Linked DNA regions of Sus scrofa: regions 2 and 3 are each linked to region 1. The links are chromatin contacts, called in public Hi-C and HiChIP or PLAC-seq maps. All regions are on one chromosome and are shown on one strand. The core of a region is the stretch at or near the end of the contact, and the rest is flanking DNA. Distances in the headings are between cores, read along the strand shown.

What was found. Hi-C and Micro-C count contacts between places; a contact is called where the count stands out from the background. HiChIP or PLAC-seq counts read pairs in DNA pulled down with a chosen protein or histone mark.
Region 2: a Hi-C map of embryonic fibroblasts shows a contact between it and region 1, with 1.8 times the contacts expected there. The contact joins the enhancer-like site here to the promoter of ABCA1 in region 1. A contact is called at or near these places in 1 of 5 promoter capture datasets (liver), 12 of 47 Hi-C or Micro-C datasets (alveolar macrophages, embryonic fibroblasts, epiblast stem cells and 5 more) and 2 of 2 datasets of contacts at active chromatin or transcription factors (alveolar macrophages and skeletal muscle).
Region 3: an H3K27ac HiChIP or PLAC-seq map of alveolar macrophages shows a contact between it and region 1. The contact joins the enhancer-like site here to the promoter of ABCA1 in region 1. A contact is called at or near these places in 1 of 5 promoter capture datasets (liver), 20 of 47 Hi-C or Micro-C datasets (adipocytes, adipose tissue, alveolar macrophages and 10 more) and 2 of 2 datasets of contacts at active chromatin or transcription factors (alveolar macrophages and skeletal muscle).

What each region holds. Positions count from the first base shown.
Region 1 is chr1:246,276,619-246,279,958 of Sscrofa11.1, reverse strand. It overlaps ABCA1 (ATP-binding cassette, sub-family A (ABC1), member 1), which reads left to right and starts at 1,467. Exons shown (of 51, transcript NM_001317080.1): 1 at 1,467-1,746.
Region 2 is chr1:246,326,208-246,329,629 of Sscrofa11.1, reverse strand. It overlaps LOC106509228 (a long non-coding RNA gene), which reads left to right. Exons shown (of 4, transcript XR_002337119.1): 2 at 2,463-2,569. Among named protein-coding and RNA genes, the nearest start is that of ABCA1, 49 kb to the right of the region's middle. Within about 2 kb of position 2,054, at least 48 of the 83 cell types and tissues checked have an H3K27ac peak or open chromatin away from gene starts, as enhancers often do. A contact at or near this core is called in alveolar macrophages, embryonic fibroblasts, liver and 2 more, where this site is marked.
Region 3 is chr1:246,224,687-246,228,177 of Sscrofa11.1, reverse strand. The region is part of intron 5 of ABCA1 (ATP-binding cassette, sub-family A (ABC1), member 1); the gene reads left to right. Among named protein-coding and RNA genes, the nearest start is that of ABCA1, 52 kb to the left of the region's middle. Within about 2 kb of position 1,602, at least 51 of the 83 cell types and tissues checked have an H3K27ac peak or open chromatin away from gene starts, as enhancers often do. A contact at or near this core is called in adipose tissue, alveolar macrophages, brain and 5 more, where this site is marked.

The sequences.
Region 1 (3,340 bases), core at 218-2,717:
ATGGGGGCCGAAAGTTGTGGATCAGGTGGTACAGTCAATTTGACCCCAAACCCAGTCTTTTGGCTAGGACTGTCCTTTGACCTAGACAAGAGGGACTCCTCTTCTGGGCTCTGGGCCTCAAAAGGCTTGGCTCTGGCCAGCCTCGCACCTCATCCTTTCCTAAGGGTGGGCAGTCCACAGGACCCAGGGGCCATGCCACCAGAGTTATGAATAGGTGGGACCCTAGAATTCCATACCCTAAGGCCTCTAAGTATGTTTCCAGAGTCTGCCAGGGCCTTCCCAAAGGATCCGTCCTGAGTGTTAACAAAACCACTGACATGTGTACCTGGGTTCAAATCATGGCCTTGATTGAGTGTGGAGGGGCTTGTGCAGCTTGGGGTCCACATACATAGCTGGAGGTTATTCTGGAATATGATGGAGCTGGGGCAGGAAGAGAAAGGGGTCTGATGGTCAGCTCTTCCACTCCACCATTTTTTGCCAAACCCAAGTTACAGCCTGAGGAATCCATACTTCCAGGTTGCTCCAAAGGTATCTTTGTCAAGGTAGAAGATATTTTTACAGTTTGTTGGCTTGTTTTATGAGTTAAATAATTAAAGTATATGGCCCTCCATTTGTACACTTGCTTCTGTTCCTCCAATGTATGGGCCGTCTTGCTCCTGTCAAAGCCAATGCCAGAAGAAGTTGGTGAACTGGAATGGTTATGTAATTTTACAAGACTGTGATTCTCCAGCTGCACTTTGAGAATTTGTAGAAACCAAAATACAAGCCATATGTATTCATCTGTCACTGAGCCGCTGACCAATATGATGAAAATTAAAAGGGAGTTGGTCCACATTCTTTGTTTTTGTTTGTTTTTGTGGCCTCCCTCCTCCTCCCAGTTTGCAAAGAAAAGGAGCAAGACCACTTTTCAGGGGTCCTCCCTGGGAATCCTAAAAGTAATACTGAATTGAATTCCAAAGCCAGGGTTGGTGGTGGAAAACACACCCAGCCAATCGTCCAGGGGACCGCTTTGTCCCACATCCTGGGCATTTGAAAGGAGAAGACTAAAGGGTTAGCATCTTGAGGGGTTTGGGCCTAGAGTTCTGTTCCCCTCCCCACCTCCCCCAGGTCCTTCAGACTGAAAAAGTTAACAAAGGAACAAAAACTGCTGAAAGCACGAGATTAGAGGAAGCGATTTCTACTAGTGCTTCTGGCTGCCCTGAACGTGCAGGAGAGTCTCTAGCGGGCGCAGCCCCCTTCCCCGATTTTCCCTCTGGTCCTGGGCAGACGAGCCCAGCAGGGGCGAGAGGTTCAGACCCATGCCGGGGCAAGGCGGGCTGCACCACCACCTGCGCCCTCCGCCCCCAGTGGGCGTGAGAGGCGGTTGTCGCCCATTTAAGGGGCGGGGCGCAGCTCCACGTGCTTTCTACTGAGTGACTGAACTACATAAACAGAGGCCGGGAAAACGGGCGGGGAAGGAGGGAGAGAACAGGCTTTGACCGATAGTAACCCCTGTGCTCAGCGCCGCCGAATCTATAAAAGGAACTAGTCGCGGCAAAACCCGGGTAATTCCGAGGAAGAGTGAGTGCAGCCGGGGCCTTGAGGACACCTCTCTCCCCTGGCGAAGGTGGGCTGGACAGGGGTCTCCGCGCTACCAGCGCCGCCACAGCCAATTTCTCCAGGCACTTTGCTCCTCTTCCCACACTTCTCGGGAAGGATTTTTCAAGGGGCAGGGGCAAGAGACGCAAACACAAAAGTGGAAAACAGGTAAGACGCTCTTCAGCAACTCGGGCGTTACTGTTTTGTTTCGGGGCCGAGGGGAATTTGCGAAGCTCTGGGTTTCGGAGACTTTAGTCCGAACCCCCACATTCCCACCTCCTGCAGGGCAAATGGGGCGGGGGCAGCGTAAGTGGGGGAAGGCGTCCTAGGATGAGCTGTGGCGACCCCAAGACACGGCGCCGCTACGCTCAGAACTCGCCGGGCGGTGGAGCGGAAGGAGCATCTCTGAGCGCGGAGACCAGGGCGCAGTACTTAAGGGGCAGTGGAATCGGGGGCTTCCGGTGTTGCTGGGGGTGCTGCGCTCGGAGTCGGGAGAGTGGCAGGTCTGGCACCGAGCTCTTCCCTTTGTTCGGAAGCGCCTGAGCCGGCTGGAAACCTCTTCTGCTGCTGGTCGGACGGCGCACATCAGGACAATTGTCCGCCCTTAGTTCTTAAGGAGCTGGTCTGAGTTGGGCTTTGACCTGGGAGTCGGTCCCGTGCACCCCGAGACTGGAGCTGAGCTTTCTTTGCCCGCAAGAACGCGTCTGGGAGGTGTCCCAAACCGGGTTCGTAGCGCTATTGTTCCTTTGAGGCTTCGGGGGCTTTGTTTAACCTGGGGGTCTGCCAACGGTCTCTGCACGCTCTCTGGAGCTGGAATCCCTGGCGCAGCCGGAGACGAGTTTCGTTTCTTTTAAAAACCTTAGGCTTAAGAGAGGAGGGCCTGTGGAAACCGGGAGCTGAGGTGTCCATTCCCCTGCCCACCCCCCCATCTTCCTGCCCTTTGCTGCTTGTCTGCTGGGGGGCAGCTTCAGACTGGGCAAGGATGGGGAAGCTGGGGCGAGATGGTGAAGCAGAATGACCGAGAGTAACCCCGGAGGGCGGTGCAGAACTCGGAGCGTGGCGGCCGGCTGGGCTTCGCGGTGGGGGCAGGGAGGGCTGGGCGCCGGCTGCCAGTGGCCATGGGGGGACTGACCCACAGCGCCTCCTGGCCGAGTCGCCTGGGAATGGGCCGGTTGGCTGGAGTGGAGCCGGGCTCTAGGAGGCATTGTCGGGCTCCGACTGAGATCCGGTAAAGGCTGATGGTTGCAGACTGGGAGGAAACCTGGGGGATGAGGCGAAAGCTCATCTGGTTGTTTTCTTAGAATGGTTTCCTACTCCCTGAGTGTTGCTAAACCAAAGGTTCTAGGGGCGTGGGTCAGTGCCAGGGTTGTGTGTAGGTGCCTTTTTTTCAGTACTTATCAGAAAGAAGAGAGTAAACAAAATAAAAAACAATAGAGACAGAGAAGGAGAAAGAAAAAGGGAGAGACTGCGAAAGAGAAATAAGGAAAAAGAAAGAAAAGTGACGCTAGAAATAATGGGCCCTTGTCTTTTGCAACATCGGTACCATTAGCTTTTAAAAACAGACTTTTTAGTGACACTTAGAGTGAGTGAGTGGTATATATACATTCATATAATAGAAGACAAAATTGATAAAAAAAAAATTCCTTGGTGATGAAAATCAGTAAGTCACTTTCTAAGCCTAATCCCCACCTCCCCACAAACACCTCACCAAATCTTCCAGGTTCAAAAACAGAGTTTTACTGGTTCTTTTAACAGTAGTTTG
Region 2 (3,422 bases), core at 805-3,304, 49 kb before region 1:
CAGGGATGCTGCTATTGTTCCACTTTGTATGTGGGGACACTGAGGTTCTGGGGGCTTTCAAACCCACTGAGACCATACAGCAAATTATAGGAGCAGCTGAAACCTGCCCTCTGTCTCCTACCATGTGCTTCTAATTCAGAGCCACTCAAGCCACAGAAGAAATGATCTCACACTGTAGCAGTACTTGTTAATCTTTTAAAAATCATAGTCCTTGAGGAATCTGATAAAAGCAAAAACACATGATCCCTCAGGAAAATACACACACACTCAAAACTTACCTAAAACTCCAGGATGAGAACTCCTGTAAACAAACAAACACTTTCCCCAAATTTCAACAATGATTACATGGCATGATTGTCTTCCTCATCCTCTAGACTTGCATCCAAAGTGACTTCTGGCTGTTCCCAAATATCAAATCCCTGAAGGAACGATATGTTCCAGTGCTGAGGAGATCCAAAAGAATGTGCTGTAAACTCAAAAGGCATTTCCACAAAGGGCATTCCAAAGATGTTTAAAGAAAGGCAGGGTCCCTGGAAAGCACAGCTTCTCCAGATGACCACCTAGAAGAGGGTAACATCTGTGTTCCTGTCCTGGTTGGCTCTTAAACAATCAGTCCCTTTCTCTCTCAAGCAAAGCTCATAGAGAAGCTTTGGTGTGAATACCTCCTATCTGCTAAACCGATGAGGGGTAATTCCAAAGTTTAGCAGATACTGCCTCCTCCATACAGGCTTCAGGGACCTCTCCATGTGCTTCTTCCTTCCGGTCCCAAAGCTCTGTATGTATCTGCATCTCTATCTCATCTCTACCTCTACCAACACACTTTTTTTTGAGTACAGACATGAAAGGCAGACCCTGGGTTCATGCATGCCATCATGGGACATTTACTGAGAGACCGCCATGTATTAGCACTGCAGATACCACGGTGTGGACAAAGCAGCACTGCAGACTTTCATGATAGGCAGACAAACAAGATGCAGCATGCCTAATGCTATCCTCTGGGAAATACAGGGTGCTTTACAGTCCAACGGGTCATGGAGAAGGGCACCTTTTAAGCTAAAATGTGATATACATCTTTCCAGGGCCCAGCACAAAGCATGTGTTCAATCTTAAACACAGTAAAATCCTCCATGTTTGCCGGAGGGCTCACTCACTGAGGGCATCTGCTCACTAATTTAAGAGTGGCTATGGTGAACCAGAGCCTGACCATTCGGAAAGCCAGCTTGCATCAGGTTCAGCTGTTTACCTCCTTTAGCTGTTTCTGAGACTCTGTGAATTGGTGGAAAAAGCATTGGATTTAAAACTCTTGGAAGCTGTGGTTCTGAGGCTTTGTCAACACTACACTCGTGAGTTCTTGGGTCACTCATTGTCTTTTCATATATTGATGCCACCTTCTATAGTAAAGGAAGATATGAAAGCCGTTTTCAACCTAAGCAGGTCATCTTCTATGTATCCGTCTACCTAATCTATCGCCTAACTGGTTCCAGCTTTGCAGAAGGACAGGGTGACCGTAAATTTCAGAGAATGTACTAGCGCATTGCTTTGTGGGGCCTCTGCCTGCAGCCTTTTGCTGCCTCACATGACCTGGACTTCGCAGGGAGGGGGCAGTTTGAATTCCAGGAGGGCTAAAAGGCCTTGGCTGAGAAGCTCTATCAGATTTCACAACACAGCAGAGAAAGGCTTCCCAAGGAGAGGGCGGGGGTGTGTGGGGGTAAGGATTCTGCAAATTGCATAAGGGTGGGAAGTGGGAGAGTCCCGAAAGGCAAGATGAAGTAGGGCGAGAGGGAAATTGGACAGCTTCCCCCATCTCCTGGCTAACAACCACGACCCGCAAACTGGCCTAATACCCTACCTCTGTCCCTGTTCCCCTCGAAGTGAAGATAGAGCAGGGACGGCCACCCCTGCATGCGCGCCGCTGCCGCCACTTTCTAGACACTCAGCGCGCATGTCTTCTCCTTTTATCTCCGGTTGCGCCTTGGGCTCACTCCACAGCACCATCAGAGTCCATAGACGGCCGGGGTACAATCAGGGTAGGAAGAAAGGAGTCCAGAAACGCTTGGGCCTGGAACTACAATTCCCAGCAGATATCGCGCTAGCCACGCCTGCCTGTGGGCGGGCCCAAAGGGGCCCTTGTGGCTTAAAGCGGCGAGATCCCGTCGCTTGGCTTCCTCTCTGTGAACTCGGGCTTGCTACCCCAAACTGGGCCTGGGGAAGTGGGAGGGAGCATTGAGGTCAATGTTTTTGCTTCTTCGTAACTGAGCTAGCAAACAGGGCACAGCACGTAAACTATAGTCGAGCGCGTTTTAGAGGCTTCTCTTAGGTTCAGCAGCTTATTGCTCCTACTTGAACAAACTGTGAATTGTCTATTTAGCAAATGAAAACTTTAAAAATCGCTTGTGTGTTAAATTTCTGTAAGGTGAATTATTTTCCCTACCATGTAGGAACAACCTTTTTTTCTTTTCTAGTTTGCAGGTGGCAGTGGCCGAGGTTTAGTCTCACACAACACAACAAATGAGAAAGGAGTCTTTAAAAAGAGAAGAAATCTTACAGTAAATCATTCTTTGTTGATTTGGTAAATGTTCTACTTTAATATTCTAAGTTTTAACTTTTGTAATGAAGGGTCTTTAAAATGTGGCATACTTGAAATTCTGTTTTAAGGTGTAGATTTTAAAATCTACTTTTAATTGTAAAGTAATCTTTTAATAGAATGTAGAAGTGTGAGGTTTAAAACTGCTACTCTTTGCTTCTTGCTATAGGGAAGTGATGATTGTGATATGACATGAAGAATAGCTACCAGAATAGTGCTGGTGGGGACCTAGATCCTCATGGCTATACTGGGTATTGTGAACAAAGTAGTTTCTTGTGTTAAGAACTGACTTAAGAGTTTACTAGGTTAAGGCACTAAAATTTAAGAACTTCTCTTTTATTTTTCTACCTCAAATCCTAACCCTAATTTCTCATAGCCACTAATAAGCCACCTCCAGATGCCAACAATGAACTTTTGTTTTTGCAAACAAATACGTTTTAAAGACCTCAAAGGGAATCAATTCAGAACTTGAATGCAGAATAGTTTTAGTGGGTTTTTTTGGGGGGGGGCAGAATGTCTCGACGTTAGTCTGCTGGGATTTATGACTATGTATGCATTTAGACTGTTTAGTGTGGCATTTGCAGATAATACGAAATTGGCTAACTTTGCCAAAAATTAACAATTCATATAATTTTTTATTTGTTCTTTGTGTGTGGGAGCTCAGCAATAGGCATACTGAAAGCTGCAAATAATAGTTGATGTACAGTCATTTTTTGAGATGAGTAGAGAGTAGCTATTGTACTCTAAACAAATCCCCCACACAGACACATTAAATGGGGGAGAAAGCAATACTTGTGATATTTAGTGATATTTAAAATTTCTCCTAATTCTCAAATGT
Region 3 (3,491 bases), core at 353-2,852, 52 kb after region 1:
TCCCACTTTGCCCACCTCTCAGTAAGACACAGGTATACTGTTGCCTTCGTAGATGGATCTGGGAAAGACATGTCATGTCTCTCTCCATCCCTCCATTTCAGTGTTGACAGATTCTACAGTGGCAGAGAAGGCTGGAGACTCCCAGTTCTGCTCACCTGACCCTCTGTCCATCTCTTGGAAGGCAAGGGCAGGGATTCTGTTTTTATACAGCATCTTTTATTACAGGCTCCTGCCTTCAAGGAGCTCCAAGAACTATTGCCACTTGAAATCATAGTTCTGGTATTTTGCTTCAGCAGCCATTTAGAAGTTTGTTGAACTAATGCAAGTTCCATTCCATGTAGAATAAAGAATATGTGGTTCCTAAAGTTGTGATGCTCCCGTTGGTCTCAGGAGAAGTATCTGGCTTCCCTGGGACTTGCCACAAAGGGTTCAGGAAGCAGAAGCCTACATATTCTGGTTTCTCTGTGGAACCCTTCACGTAAGTGTCATCCAAGACTTTATCAACAATTATTTTGAGCTTGTTTGATTTCTAAGCTTATATTTTTTCTTACAATATGTGTGAGTCAGTAAGACATTTAGTGTCTTTAGTATTTACTTAAGCCACCCTCTCCCCCGGTATGATCAGCCTTTGTTTAGAGAAAAATACAGGATCAGAGAGCCCAAGTGACTTCTTCAAGGCCCCATAACTGAAAACTTCTAGAACTGAGATAGGAACCATGTTAGCCAGACTCTAGATCTTTCAGGGGTGTCTTGGGATCCCTCAGCAAACCTCCACTGTTCCTCGGTTGGGATGCTGGGGCCCAGATGAACAGCAGGGAGAGGTGCTGACCGCAGGCTCCCAGCCTCCTCCCACCTGCTCTGAGGAGTCACCTCAGGGAGCAGCCAGGTCACTCTGCCTAACTCCCTTCTCTAGAGCCCTGACGTTCCCACAGAGGCCCTGGTTTTCCCTGAGGGCTGCACCCCTCTCAGAGAAGCAGGCAGGAGCTACTCTTGAAGAAAGTGGAGCCCTAACATCAGGAAAACAAACCAAAACAACAACAGCAACAAACACCCAGAAGAAGCTGAGCATGTTTGTTCCCAGCCCTCTTCTGGCAGAGAAATGTTTTGAGGTCTTCTTGTTTATAAGGCTTGGCTTAGGCTGAGTAAAGCCAGGAGTGAGATCTGGCTGAGACCCCTCGAGGCCACTGCCGGTGTGATGGGTCAGGGCTGGGAGACCCCCTGGGTGTCCTTTTAAGAAGAGTATCTGGGCCTTAGATGCTGACATGATCTCTTTCTCTGCTTCTCCTTTTTCTTCCTTTGCCTCCTCCATCTACTTCTCAAGCAGCTGATCGCTGTGGTTTCTTTTTATGTTGAACAAAAGAGACTACAGCGATCTTGAAACTGAGCTGGGGACTGGAGGGCATTGACCGAGAGTAACCCCGCCGCCGCAGCCAGCTCAGCTGAGGGTTTCCCTCCTCCGCTTTCCTGGGAGGCTGCCCTCCCTGCCGCCCCCCCCCCCCGTCCCTCCCCCCTTCTCCTCCATTGCACTCAGGGCAGGCTGGGGAAGAAGCAGGAGGAACACTCTGGGGATGAAAGCATCCCCCTGGTGCAAGAGTCCTGCCCTCCCACCCCTCTCTGCCTCCCACAGAAGAATTTCCTTAGCCTGTGCTGAGAGCCTGCCCAGAGGACTGGCAAGAGACTGAGAATTCTGTCCTGTTTGTCCTCAGCCCACAAACACACATTTCACTTTTTTTGTTCTTTAGACTCTAAGCTCTTGAATCGGTTTTTTGTTTTTTTGTTTTTTTCTCCTTTTCTTTGCCCCACTCTCCTGCACCCAAAGTAAAATTCTCTGGAAAAGGACATGCACCATGGGCTCCTCAAGGCAAAACTAAGGAGGCTGAGTTCAGGGGATCAAGTATTTTGGTCCATATCGGAGAGATGGCAGCAGGGAGGTTCTCGGGGCCTTTTGCTGGATGGGGACTTTCTGTCTTGTCTGCAGGGCAGCAGGGACGCAACGTTTTATTTAGTGACTGGTCCAGCAACTGGATGACCGTGTTCTCTGACAGCAGGTACATCCTCTCAGTGACCCGTGGAAGCTCATGAGACTCTTGCCTCCAAAAGGGTACTTGTACTTTCTTGATCTGGGTTTGCACAACAACCTGTGCCTGTTATTATTACCCCATCTTACGTCTAAGGAAACTGAGGAGGCCAGAGAGAGTCAGAAAAGGGGAAGAGTGAGGTTAATGGTTACACGGTTAGGAAACAGCAGAGCTGGGACCTGAATTCAGATCTTCTGATGCCTGTTGAGTGCTGACTTAGTACCTTTCAGTACCAACAATAAGAAGACCTCTGAAATCATCGTCTACAACCCACCCACCCATTACAGATAAGGTCATGTGGGCAAGAGTAAATGGCCAAGGACTGGTTGTCTTTTCCATTAAGTGTTCTCTATCTTGCCTCCAGCCATTGGTTGCTCTTACTTGTCATCTTCCTCCTGTGTCCGTCCTTGCAGTGATCCTATAGAGGTGATCATTCCGTTGATTCTCTAAAGTTCTGAATAGACAAATCAGTCACATTCAACCTTTTCTTCCCCTAATAGACAGTATCAGCAGAAAAAATTAATCCTTTTTTCTGATGCAGGAACTCAGCCAGGCAAATACACAACACACATGCGCACGCGTGCATGTGCACATACACATATATCTTAGATCAAAAATTCAGCATCGACTTAGTTGGCACAGTTGCTCCTCTGTTCTTATCTATTCTGAAAGCATATGCTTTGGGGTCAGACTAGCAATGAAGCCACTGAGGTGTCTTTTCTGAAAGTGATGATGGTGTTAGTTTATCCTTTATGGAGACCTTTTCTTGGTTCCAGGCTTCCTACTGGGACCTCATTTAACCTCCAGCTCAGCCCTGTGAGGTAGATGCTCTTGTCATCCCCACTTGTCTTGTTATGGACATGTCCCCACGCCCTGCCTCCAGCTCCCACTCTCCTGACTGTCTTCCTGACCTGGGCTGATGCACCTGTGGGGTGGGGGGAACTTCCGGAGACCTGAGCGCTCTCTTGACGGGTTTGTTTCACACGCATGTCCTGTTTTGTCCCACAGCAGATCACTACAGCTCATGACTTGATTTGCTCCCTTGTGTTCCTCCATTCCTTCCCCACCCACCTCCGCTGTGCGAGGCACTGCCACACCTTGGAGTTCCAAAGTCCCGACCCTCAGGCACTGGTGTTCTTCTGGGGAGAAAGATGTGGTTTCAGAGAACTGCAGCTCAGGGGAAGTGCACATAGGAGGCTATTAGGGCATGGAGGGTGGCCACCTGATTCAGCTGGAGGGTGGGAACATCAGGGCAGGCTTCCTGGAGGAGATGACTCATGGGCCAAATCATAAAGAAGGGGAAGAGTTAGCCAGGCCAAGAGGGGAAGGGCTGTTTCAGACATCAGACATCATCTCGGCATTCTTGGCTTTTCCACTCATTTTCCTGCTGACAACAAAATGGAGAAAACTGAG